Linked DNA regions of Gossypium hirsutum: regions 1 and 3 are each linked to region 2. A link is a contact called in public Hi-C data. All regions are on one chromosome and are shown on one strand. Each heading gives the region's core, a stretch centred on a gene start, on an enhancer-like site or on the middle of the called end of the contact. The rest is flanking DNA. Distances are from core to core; before and after follow the strand shown. Region 1 holds the start of LOC107951697 (ATP-dependent 6-phosphofructokinase 5, chloroplastic). Region 2 holds the start of LOC107951699 (GLABRA2 expression modulator). Region 3 holds the start of LOC107951743 (cytosolic sulfotransferase 16).

Region 1 (4,540 bases), core at 18-2,517, 190 kb after region 2:
GGTGGAACATTAAAATCGATGTTGAACCTGCGTACAGATGATCGCCTATCAATAGACACTCTCAGAACATCCGTATACGGATCTTGAACTCCATGTTCTTTAGTTAGTGGAATGACATCTTCAGCTGACTCTACATTAACTAACTCAGCAAACAGCTAAATCGGTTCAGTGTGGCCACTCTGATTCTGGCAATAAAATGCGACCATTGTATCCACTTCATCATCATCTACAAGTTCCATCTCAGTGAATTTGATGGGATTTGGCGAAACTGGAAATTTGTAGTATAGTTTCGAGATCCTTCTCTCACAACGTCTAACAATTTTTGCATTGATCCTTTTTTTCATATCATTAATCAACACATTTCTATTAAATCTCATAATTATTTGTTGGCAAAATTTAAATATACAAGTAATTGTTTTTGTTAAAATTACTCCATCGAAATAAACACATACAAAAAATTGATTATCCATCTTCAATCTAAATATGTAAAAATATTTAAACATAATTAAATTTCTCAATAATTATTTGAAAAACAAAACAAGATTCAACTGTAAAAAATTATAATAACAAAAATTAATCACTGTACAAACCTTACATATCTTTCTGACTTTTCTTCTTTGTTTTCTCTTCTACAAAAAAAAATTCCTTTCCTTTCTTCTTATCGGTTAGCTGCTACAACCATTCAGCAAAACACAAAAATTACTTCAACAATTCAAGAAAACACACAAATTGCTACAATTGTTCAACTCAAATTTATAATGGTCTGGTGCCACATGACAGTCCCTCCTCCCAATGGTGCCGCCTGACGGCCTCTCTCTTCTTTCTAGTGTCACCTGACATGTGCTCTCCAACCCTAGTGCCACCAATGAATGCCCCTCCACACTTTTTTACCCGTACAAACCCAATTTTGCCTGGTATAGGCGTATAATATAGGTACCGTTGCATATGGCCCCTCTACCATTTAAATAAGATTAGTTTTTTTAAATAAATTATTAGCTAATATGGTTAAATGATTGAGCAAAAAAAAATTAGTGTCTGACACCAATTCAGGCACAACCCTTTGGTACTGTTCACTTCAACCCATTTTGGTAAATAATGTCAAGAGAATACCATTTTAATATTTAATTATTTTTTTTGTATTATAGGATAAAAAAGCCAAATTTTAATCAAAATAAAAAAATTGAAAAGGTTAATATGGTCAAAGAAGTGGCAACTCCGTTGAATTTTAAGCCTCCTCGGTTTTATAAGCCAAAACACTTTGTAGTAGGTACGGCCAAAACCGGCTGCCGTTTTCGATTTGTCTGCTTTCTCTGTCTCCTCTTATTTTTCCTCCCTCCCTCCAAATACCCCGCTTTCCCAAATAAAAAAAAAACAAAAAAAATAAAATAAAAAGCTTTGAATCTTTGATCATAGACTCTGCAACCACCAAAACAAAAAGAGGAAAAAAGAAAGCTAAAAACTCAACTTTACTTGTCGTTTAATGGAAACTCTTTCCCATACGATCACCACTTCGGCTTCTCCGAAACTCCGCCTCCCTCGAAACGACAACGTTCACCGTCGTCTCCTCCGTTTCCGCCATGGATTTAGTTCCTTGAATCTCGGTACACTGAGATCGCAGAGGAGTACTAGTGGTTTCTTCAAGGTTGAATGTAGTCAACAGAGCTCGAAAAATTGTATCGATTTTAGTGATCCTGATTGGAAGTCAAAGTTCCAGCAAGATTTCGAAAGACGCTTTAATATTCCTCACATCACCGATACTTTCCCCGATGCTCAGTCGTTTCCTTCCACATTCTGTCTCAGAATGAGGTAAAAAAAAATTTCCTTTTTTCCTTTTTTTTTTTGGAAATTGTTTCCAGCTGATTTTCACTTCTTGAGAGTGTTCTTTTTTTTTTTACTCCCGAGAGTGAGAAAATTCTAAAATATTGTAGTTATTTTGGAGTTCAATGAATTTGATGGCATTTATCTTATTAATTATTAATTTATTTTGTAAAGTAATTATTTATTTTGAACTTAGCAAATAGAACTTAAATGATCTTCTTTTTTTTTTTTTTTGTTACAGAACTCCGGTAACTGAGGATTTTGCGGAAGGCTATCCGTCGGATGAGGAATGGCATGGTTATATTAATAATAACGATAGAGTGCTTCTTAAGGTAATATCTTTTCCATATATATGTATTTAAATTTCACTGATGTTTTGCTGAATTGTGTTATGGAGAATTGAAATTCTTACATGAGCTTATCGTTTAGAGCTTGGAGATCATGTTCAAAATTGATAATTTCCATGTGTTGAGTATCTGTTTGAAATGTGAATTCAAAATCACCTGAAATGGCTTAAATAATTTCAGGAAAGAAATTTACTTGTCTTGCTCCTTTAGAAGTAAATTCTGGTTTGCTTGTCTCTCTGTTTTTATCTTTATATCTTAAATCAAGATATTGGTTTAATTGTTCGAGCTCTGCAGGAATAATCTTTCATTTGCTTCGGTTAGTCGTCTGCATTTAGACTAGATTGGTCAAGATTCTGATCTTTAAATATTTCAGGTCATACATTACTCGTCTCCTACATCTGCTGGTGCGGAGTGCATTGATCCTAACTGTACTTGGGTTGAACAATGGTAAGCATAATTCTCTACTTATTTATAGGTTTACATAGACTCATGCATTCTATTGCATTCACTACAATACTTAATAATATGTGGTAAAATAATGTTATATTGCTTTTAATATTGTTTCCCAACTTTTGTATTGATCTAGTAGATTTTGTAACTTATATGTCCACTGTCATCAGGTGTCCACATTTGTTACCATGTTTTATATTCCCTTATCACTGTCTTTGTTTAATGTATGAAACTTTGTAGTTCATTTGGCAGTTATGATATTATGTAACATTACATATCATCTTAGGGTTCATCGTGCTGGGCCTCGAGAGAAAATATATTTCAAACCAGAAGAAGTGAAGGCTGCAATTGTTACTTGTGGTGGGCTTTGCCCTGGTCTTAATGATGTCATTAGACAGGTCAGCACCATACTTAAAATTTCAATTTGCTGCTGGCATGATTGTAATTACCAACAACAGCTACGCTATTTGATTCAACTCAGTGCTTTCATTGTTTGGTTATGTAATTGTTAACTGGTTTTTAATTTGTATTTCATGCTAAAATAAAAAATTCATGTTCAGTGTCTACTGACCAAGATTCTGGACATGCAATATGTCTCATATTGTTCTCTTGGTCAATAGATTTCAGTTTAACTTCAAAATACCATGTACCAAAGTTTTTCTTCTACTTTCATGGTAAACTGATAAAGTAGGATGAAGTAATGATGATTGGATATTAACACCATAAATACAATGTTAGATTAAAGTTTCATGTTTAGTCTGAAACCTGAATGCTTTAGTGTTTTTTGACCAATACATTCTTAAATTAATGAACTAGTGCAGATTGTCATCACACTGGAAATATATGGTGTAAAAAACATTGTGGGGATTCCTTTCGGTTATCGTGGATTCTCAGACAAAGGCTTGACTGAAATGCCGGTAAGCATTGTTTCTTAATGGTTTGTTAGAATATCGTGCTCCATCCTAGATTTTATATCGTTCATTTGGCGCTATTTTCAGCTATCGCGGAAAGTAGTCCAAAATATTCACCTTTCAGGTGGAAGCTTGTTAGGAGTTTCACGTGGAGGACCCTCTGTCAGTGATATTGTTACTAGTATGGAGGTACTCCTAACTTTTCTACTATTTGTCAGATTAACTTAGCCTTGCAGGAATTGTAGATTTTGAATTAAAATAGCCGGACTTAAAGAGGCCAAGTATGTATTGTTTTTCTTATATGTTTCCAAAATTGATGTCAGGAAAGAGGAATCAACATGCTTTTTGTGCTAGGTGGAAATGGTACTCATGCTGGGGCTAATGCTATTCACAATGAGGTTCATATCAGATACTTATTTTACAGTCTGTATCTATAGAACAATTCATTAATCTTGAATTTGGTATTTCCTTTATTTTTTACTATCTTAAATTCAAAAGAGGAACTCAGAGAAACTAAGGTGGTTTCTTTTTTATCCCTTGATGTCTTAAGCAGTGTTTATAATTTTGTTTAACCATTGGATTTAACTTCAAGGCAGTACAATGATTATGGGTAACTGAAAGATTCAGATTTATTTTCCATATTTTGTATTTCTAAGCTCTGTTTTTTTATTTAAAATCCACATGTATGAATAATATATCAGATCAGGAGGGATATTAAAGGATCTTCTGTGATTAAGAATTCCTGAGAATTGTCAAAATCTTCTGTCACAAATAGGGGGGTTGGCTTTATGTTTTGCTAAATCTATATATTTGTACACTTTTGCTTTCAGTGCCGCAAAAGAAAGTTGAAAGTGGCTGTTGTTGGTGTGCCAAAAACTATTGACAATGACATTCTGTTGATGGACAAAACCTTTGGTTTTGATACTGCTGTTGAAGAAGCACAACGAGCGATCAACTCTGCATACATTGAGGTATATCAGCTTTGATTACTTTGATATAAAAAAAAAAAATTGT
Region 2 (4,457 bases), core at 1,550-4,049:
TAAAATTTTTATAAAATTATCTATTAACTTAATTTATAAAATTAACATATCCAAAAATTAATAATAATGATAAAATTTGAAATTAAAAATTTTATTAGATAATTTTATAAATTATGATATATATATATGTTTAAGTTAAAGGCTATGTGGAAAAATAATAAATGCAAGTAGTGTTTTTGTTATACAATATTAGGGTGGAGATGATGTATAAAACTATTTCTGCAATAAATACGAGAAACATGTTTGATATTTGATTAGAATAAGTGTTTTAATTTACCGCATTATTTCTATTAGACTTTGATTAGAATATGTTTTTACAAGTTTATAAATAGACATAGTTTATACTCCTCTTGTATTATTCGAATTCGATATAGTAAATTTTTCTTTTCCTCTCCCCATGATTTTTTCCTCGAAAGTGTTTTCACCTAAAATTCTATGTGTTCTATTTTTCTCTCTTTCTTTGCGATTCATTGTCATTATCGATGTTCAATTTTCACAATCTTTAAACTAAGTTGGTTTCATTAAATTTGTTGATTGAAATAATATAACTTTTGATTCTTAATAAAAATATATATAAATTTTTTTTAATTTAAAAATATTTTTATTAAGAAAAAACCATATGTATTCAAAATCCAAGAAAATAAAAGAACTGTAGGATGACTAACGGGGAGGATCACTAAACCCGAGTTAGCAGGCTCACCCCATACACCAATAATCTATTATTCTACATCCCCATCAAACGAGTTCACCAGATTATTAACATTCAAAGGTTCTAAGAAATAAACAAGTAAAACAATTCATTCAGTGTGGTTTACATGTAAGAAGGCTATCTGAAAGAGAAAATGAGCTATCTATTAGCCAAATGAACCCAACAAAAAGATAATGCTAAAACAATGAACATAACACCAAGCAATCAGAAATTAAACAACCGAATTCAGAATCATCTTCTATGGGTCGAGTCAACACATGCACAACTAACATACAATCCAACATGATGATGACATGGCCAAGATGCCAAAATTTTAGCCACGACAAAGCCTCCCTGACAACAAAAACCTCTATTATCCTAAGACTGAACGACGCCCTTTCAAACCCCGTAAGGCCTTTTACTAGGTGACCATGATTGTCGCGAATAACCACCGCCAACCTCGATAGCATGTTTGTCTTCAAAATTTGAGGCATCAACAAGGGCGAATCTAAGGAGATTGGCAGGGGTCCCGACTCAATTTTTCATTTTGATCTTTTAAAATTTTTAAAATTATAATTACTAGGTGACCATGATTGTCGCGAATAACCACCGCCAACCTCGATAGCATGTTTGTCTTCAAATTTTGAGGCATCAACAGGGGCGAATCTAAGGGGATTGGCAGGGGTCCCGACTCAATTTTTCATTTTGATCTTTTAAAATTTTTAAAATTATAAATTAGTAAAGGTAGAATTGTACTTTGGCCCCACTAAAAATGATAAAATTTTGATTTAATCCTTTAAAAATTACTATAGTAAAAGTTACAATTTAATTTCGGCCTAGCTTCACTCCTGGACATCAACGTTAAATTTGATAAAACCATGATGAGGTGACTGCCAACATATTGTCCCATACGAACAAGGAACGAGTATCACCACCTAAGCCATCTCCCTCCCGCACACCGACCTAAACCACACCCACCATACCCGAGGCTGACGGATCAGTGGCAGAAGTATAAACCATGTTGGCTACCATTCAATCTTGCACTAAACAGTCAGCATTATAGATAACCCAAGACGGAGAAAGCTCACAATGTTGCCATTGAACGAGATTCTGGGCTAACCAAATTTACCACAGAAGCACAAGCCCTCGGCGCATGGCCACATAACAAAGCCAACCGTCCCAACAAAAAATCATTCTATGTAACATTATCGGTAGGGATATTTACAGGCCATCGAACTGCCTGCACTTTACAACAATGCAACAGAACATGTTCAACATCCTCATCCCCATGGCCCTGGTAACATTCGGCCGACACCGCAATACACGTCTCAAGTAGCGGCATTTTAACAGGAAGAAAATGGTGCAGGCAACGCCATATGAATTCCTTCACTTGAGGAGAACTTGCACTTGCCAAACTTGTTGCCAAGGTCCATCCCGAGCCAATTCATTCACGTTTGAGTACATGCTCATCGCTGTTATGTAGGCTGACTTAACACTATACTAACCATCAACAGTAAAATGCCATATAAGCTTGTCAAGATGAGGACTTAAGCTGAAGAGGATTCACTATATATATTTTTTATTCCTAACATCAATTCAGTAAAAAAATTAAATAATAACTTCATAATAAAACTTCAAACTTTGAGAGCCTCAAATAAACATTAAAAGCTTCTAATAAAAATAACAAACAAAAAATAAATTAAAAATACACAAATATGTAAGTTATTCCTATATATATATATATATGATGCAACACCTCTAAAAATCAACTTTCATTAAAAATCAACTTTCATTGACATATAAAAGAAACAATTTTAAATCGACAACTAGAGATTTGCTATAAAAATAAAGAAATATATATTTAAAATATTTTAGATTTGAATTAAAATATTTATTTTATTGAAAATAGTTTTCAAAAAATAATTGCTTAAAAATATTTTACTTTCAAAAAATCAATTTAGATTTTAAAATTTATTTTTTGTGAGTTGCAACCAAAAATTGGTGAAATTATAAACAAACAGAAAGTACAGCAACTAATATCAAAATTTAACCAAATATGTAACTTAAGAACAAAATTGAAAGATAATATAGATTCCTGGATGAAATTAGATCTATTAATTGGATTTTAGGACAAAGTTGGTGGAGCCCGTAACACTTAAAGCTTTCAATAACAGTCTCCTCTCCTGCTAAACTTCTAGCAAACGATCCCTCATGCCACTTTACGCACGGCCTGCTTTTCCTCGAACATTCTAGAGCAATGGAACAAACGAAGACAGAAACGCAACCCAACTCCAGCTCAGCTCCGATCCGAGAACCGAACCTGAAAGACTCGGATCCCGCAATGGATGCGGAGGGCTTTGTTGTGGTTCCAACATCAGAGCCTCAGGAAAAGGAAGAGAAAGAGACTCAGAATCCGAAAGTGAGTCAGATTCAAAGCGAGCAATCACCGGTTCAGTCACCATCTGGATCGAGGAAATCAGTTCATTGGAGTCCGGAATTGATCAGCGAGTCGCGTGCTGTGGATCACAGTTCCACCATGTCAGCTCCTGACGGATCCAATCCTTACGTTACTCATGCTCCGCCTACGGAATCTTCTTCCGCTTCCTTCAAAGGCAAGCCATTACACATTTTATTTCTATTTTGATTTTTTTTTTAAATTAATTATTAAATTATTTCTTTTCTGAACTTGGAACCAGAGAAGATGGACACAGTGAAGGATGTCTTAGGGAGATGGGGGAGGAAGGTGGCAGAAGCGACGAGGAAAGCAGAGGATCTGGCCGGGAACACGTGGCAGCACTGTATTTTTTCTGTTTTCTTTTAGAATTTCAATTGCTTTCTAGTTTATTTTTAATATTTGGTGCTTCCCCTCTTGGTTGGATTTGTATCTGGTATGAATTCTATTGCGATTGGGCTTTTAGGGTTAGAATTGATATCGAGCGCTTGGTCATTTTGGCTGGTTGATATTACTGAAAGCTGAAATCTCAGATACTGAATTAGGGTTTAATATCTGGGTGAACTATTTGGTAGGGTTCGTGTTTTGTATAGCACGCTAGTTCTAAGAGTACTATAGGATATTAGGGAAGCATCATTTTGGCAATGTTGGACAACTTTAGATATTGTGATTAAGGAAAGGGAGAGAATGTAATAAACTTCATTCTTTTTTCTTGTTTTTAACATGCTTTTAGGAAATGTAGTATTGATTTGTCAAGTGTTGGCTGGAGTTAGCATTTGTGTCTTAAATATTTACTAGGGAAAGAATAGAATTTGATGTAAGATTTAAGGTCAGCGTACTGCAGTTTCCTCAATTGGCATGTTCACTTCTTATAAAGCAGGCTTAAGATTTGAGTTATAGACTTGCATTTAATCAAACAAAAGACTTGAGCTGATAAAATATTTGACAAAGCAAAATGTGACTTATTTACACCCTAGCCGAGGGAGGTAATCAGGGGTGAGAAAACCTGGTGGACCTTCTGTACAAGCATCTACCCAAACATAGAGTTAGTGTTATGAATGGCTCAGTAAAAAAGAGGAGGGGGGGGGCATGATGTAGCATTAGTTTCCAGAGATTTAGTGGTTATTGCTTCCATATCTCTCAATGGTTAGTAAGAGCTTTCTAGTCTGCTGTGGTTGACCTTGGATCAGAAGCAAGCTAGTTGTTCCTTTATTCTGCATTTAGTCATATAGCTAATTATTTAAAGTCTAAACATTTTAGTTTTCTTAAGTCATGGGTATCATCTGATTTATCCTTAGGGATGCTCAAAACTTACCC
Region 3 (4,198 bases), core at 513-3,012, 140 kb before region 2:
ATAAATAAATAAGGACAAAGATAAAACATAAAAGAAGTAAAAAAGAAGAAGAAGAAAGAATAGGACAAAAGTTAAAAAAAAAGTAAAAAAAAGAAGCAGAAAGAATAGGATAAAAGTTAAAAAAAGTAATTAAAAAAAACAAACAAACAAAGTAACAAGCGGTGTCAGGTAAATTTTGATGGCGCCAAATTAATTCGCTTCACAAAAAAATAGAATTTTTTTTAAAATCTTTCATATTTTTAGAAATTACAGTATTCTTTAGTATTTATACAAGAGCGTTATTCTTGACTTCACTAAAAAATTAATTTTTTTTCTTAGTTGCTGACGTGGCATGTTGGTGGAGCCAAACTCTTTGGCTCCACCAACTTTTACTATAAATTTTAAATCATTTACATGTTTAATTAAAAAAATAAGCCATTTATGTAATTAATTAATTTTTTTACTTTTTCTTTACTTTTTCTTTCTCTCTCTCTTTAAATAATAATAATATTTAATCAAATCAAAATCTAATCATCATTATGTACTGCCATGGACAATCGCTCTTTTAGTCCTCCCTCTATGTCTTATCCAATTAATGTCATCATATCTTACTTTTAAATTTTGCACTATGACTCAATACTTCTCACACTACTACAATTTAATTCACTCTCTATTTAAAATTTCCCTAAATTCAAAAGTCTTTTTAATTTATTATAGTACACAATTACCTTCACTACCAATACTAATAATTTTATTTTATCTACTTCAGAAATTTTAAACATGGGGTTAACCCGAATTGACACTATTCACTTCTCAGGGAATGTTAAGAATATTATATTTACAATTATCAAATAATCTAATTATATTTCATACTTAATTTAAGCAATATACCAAAAAAAATTATAACTTAAATTTAATAGTTAATTTTCTAATTATCAAAGAGCACCTAATTCTCTTTAAATATTAACTCTCTCAGCAAAACGTGGACCGAAACAATTTAAAAAAAGAAAAAATCAAAATTTCATCTTAAAACAAGCTATTAGTTCATGTATTTTTATAGAATTTGATATTTAGTCTCGGGGTGAAGCTAAAAAAATTTTTAGGGGGTCGAAATTAAATTGTAATTTTTACAATAGTAAAAATGTAATTTCACCCTTTTAATAGCTTACGTCTTTATAATTTTTTAAGGATTAAATCAAATTTTTATCATTTTTAGGAGGCTAAAGTGTAATTTTATCTTTACTAATTTAAAATTTTAAAAATTTAAAGGGCCTAAATGGAAAATTTTCCATTTTATCCTCTGCCAGCCCCCTAGCTACACCCCTTTTTAGTCCATATACTTTAAAAGATAAAATTCAATCCTCTTATTTTTTTCAATTTAAAACTCCTATTCCAATCATTATTGTCGTTGATAGTTTTTATTAAAAATTGTTAAATGAACATGTTTATTTTCGTCAATCATATGACACATTACATGAGGGTAGCTTCATCAATATGCTGAATTGACAAATTTTGACAAAAATATTTACTATTTTAATGATTGGATTGAGATTTTAAATCAACAGAATTGGAGGACTAAATTTTTAACTTTTTAAGTATAGAGATTAAATCTCAAATTTTATCAAAGTGCAGGGATTAACAACATATTTTAACTATTATTCTATCTTAATATTCAGATTGACAATTTTGTTTTGGTGTAAAAACAAATTAAATTAAAAAAAACAAAACCTAAATCTATATATTTTATTCAACAGCTTCCTAAATTCTGCTCAATTTCTCTATTTGTGTCTTGAGTTAGATCTTGCATACGTGAGTTGATATATTACCTCGCCCAGCAAACAGAAATTTTCATGGTCTTTAGTAAGCTTCATGTTAAACCTTAGAACATAAATAAGTTCGTATTTTTTTCATATTCGCCATGTAACTAGCCTGAAAAGAATAGTCCATGAAGTATTGGCGCATGTCAGCCACTCGTTATGCTTTAAATTTTCCTCCACCCATTCATCATTTTTGTTTTTAGCCAGCTATTGGCTTGTATGGCGTGGGACTCGCAAGGTTTAAAATAATGGTTGCAAATCCCACTTTTAGTCACGGATCATTTGCAAATCCCTCTTGCAAGATCTCTAGAAAATTAGTTGCTCTACTATACCATCTTCCCAATGGAGACTTCAAATTTTTTTCCGAGCGTAGAGATACCGAATGAAGGTTGCCAAAAGACATTAAAAAACTGCAATGAACTGCTGCCAACTCTCCCTCAAAGCAAAGCATGGTGGTTTGACCAGCTTTTCCAATACCAAGGCTTCTGGATACCTAGTTTTGGCATAAGAGGAAGCATGTTGATCAATGATCACTTCAAGCCTCGACCCACTGACATCATAGTCGCAACATTCCCTAAATGTGGCACCACCTGGCTCAGAGCCCTTGTTTTCTCCATTATCAACAGAAATTCCTTTGATTTCAGCGACCATCCTTTGCACAAAGCGAACCCTCAAGAGTTGGTCCTCTTCTTCGAAGGATATCTTCATAGGTATGGGTCAACTTCCTTCGTCGATGGGCTTCCTTCACCTCGCCTTCTTTCAACTCACCTTCCTTACTCTTTGTTCCCAACACGCATGACCGATGATACCTCGGTTTGCCGTTTCGTTTACATCTGCCGGGACCCCAAAGATGTTTTTGTCTCAAAGTGGCATTTCGCCAACAAGTTGAGACCCAAGGAACTGCCACCACTATCACTAGAGGAAGCCTTTGACTTGTTCTGCAAAGGGGTATCGGAATATGGACCGTTTTGGGATCACGTTTTGGGGTACTGGGAAGCTAGTGTGGAGTCACCGAAGAAAGTGTTGTTCTTGAAATACGAAGATGTGAAAAAGGAGCCTTTGGGGTGTGTGAGGAAACTTGCAGAGTTCTTGGGGGTACCCTTTACACCAGAGGAAGAAAACAACGAGACTGTGGCAGAAATAGTGAAGTTGTGCAGTTTCGAGAGCTTGAGCAATCAAAATGTTAATAAAAGTCAAACCAGCAGTGGAGAACGACCTATTGGTAACTCTGATTTCTTCAGAAAAGGAGAAGTAGGAGATTGGGTTAACCATTTGTCACCTGAAATGGTTGAAAAATTGAATCAAATTACAGAACAAAAGCTTCAAGGTACTGGATTCAACTTTGATTGACTACTACTACTTTATGATGTTAAAATTTGTTCACCATCTCAGTGAATCTGGTTTATAAAATAAAAGAAGTCTTTGTTTTTAATTATGTGGTTTGAGTGACAAATAATGCTTTTGCTTGTTGGTTATTTGGGTCTTTGAGTGGCAGATTCAAATTTTATGAAACATATATTTATAGTTGTATTATATTTGTGAATGTATATTTTCAAAAAAAAAAATAGTTTAAGTATCATGTGATTTCTATCTTATGGATAAATGAATCATTATGTTAACTATTTTTGTGATTATTAGAAATATCTTGAATATTTTTACAATAAATATATATTATATGTTCCATTGGAAATATAAGTTAATGTACACTTAACTATAATTAATAAATTGACTAAGACAAATGTACTTATAAATTAATAGTATAGCTATGGTGAGTACATATATCGTTTCCTCTAGGACTATAATTACTAGTAATTATCACATTTCTATTATTTAATATAATAATTCAAGGGCTTAATTAAAATTAAATTAAACTATCTAAATTAACTAATGAATGCAACAAAGAAAAAAACACAACAAAAATAGTCAAATATCAACCAAGAGACAAAACAATACCAAGATAAGAATCCACCTAAATTTCATCTATGATTCTCAATCTAATTTATGTAATTTCTTTTATTAGCTTTTTCATTCATAAAAATATCTAATTTATGCTAATATCTCTTTCGAGCATAAGATCAACTAACTTTAGATTGATTAATTGAAATTTCTTTCTAATTAAAACCTCTATTATTGCATTAATTTGCTCTATGGATCCCAATATTAGATTTGACTCTAATCTGGTAGATTTATGTCATCCTATTTCTAAAATTGCATAAAACTCCATTCAATTATGCAAGATCTAATCACAAGAAGGGTCTATTTGACCTTAGACTTATGCACATCTAATATGAATCAACACTCTAAAATTATCAATCCAAGAACAATTAAGCATTCATAATTGAAAACAAAGAAACTATGGTTTTATTGCATAAAACTAGAAATCAAACAATAAAATCCATCAT

The links. A called contact is a pair of places that touch in the nucleus more often than the background predicts.
Region 1: a contact with region 2 is called in a Hi-C map of leaf, with 2.7 times the contacts expected there. The contact joins the promoter of LOC107951697 here to the promoter of LOC107951699 in region 2. A contact is called at or near these places in 10 of 34 Hi-C or Micro-C datasets (anther, callus, leaf and 1 more).
Region 3: a Hi-C map of leaf shows a contact between it and region 2, with 2.5 times the contacts expected there. The contact joins the promoter of LOC107951743 here to the promoter of LOC107951699 in region 2. A contact is called at or near these places in 2 of 34 Hi-C or Micro-C datasets (both in leaf).

Annotation. Positions count from the first base shown.
Region 1 is chrA02:98,516,957-98,521,496 of Gossypium_hirsutum_v2.1, forward strand. It overlaps LOC107951697 (ATP-dependent 6-phosphofructokinase 5, chloroplastic), which reads left to right and starts at 1,268. Exons shown (of 13, transcript XM_016886823.2): 1 at 1,268-1,806; 2 at 2,060-2,150; 3 at 2,539-2,612; 4 at 2,902-3,013; 5 at 3,437-3,532; 6 at 3,614-3,715; 7 at 3,850-3,924; 8 at 4,357-4,497. The coding sequence starts at 1,481.
Region 2 is chrA02:98,326,858-98,331,314 of Gossypium_hirsutum_v2.1, forward strand. It overlaps LOC107951699 (GLABRA2 expression modulator), which reads left to right and starts at 2,800. Exons shown (of 4, transcript XM_016886826.2): 1 at 2,800-3,300; 2 at 3,385-3,486. The coding sequence starts at 2,946.
Region 3 is chrA02:98,187,181-98,191,378 of Gossypium_hirsutum_v2.1, forward strand. It overlaps LOC107951743 (cytosolic sulfotransferase 16), which reads left to right and starts at 1,763. Exons shown (of 1, transcript XM_016886882.2): 1 at 1,763-3,228. The coding sequence starts at 2,139. The coding sequence ends at 3,146.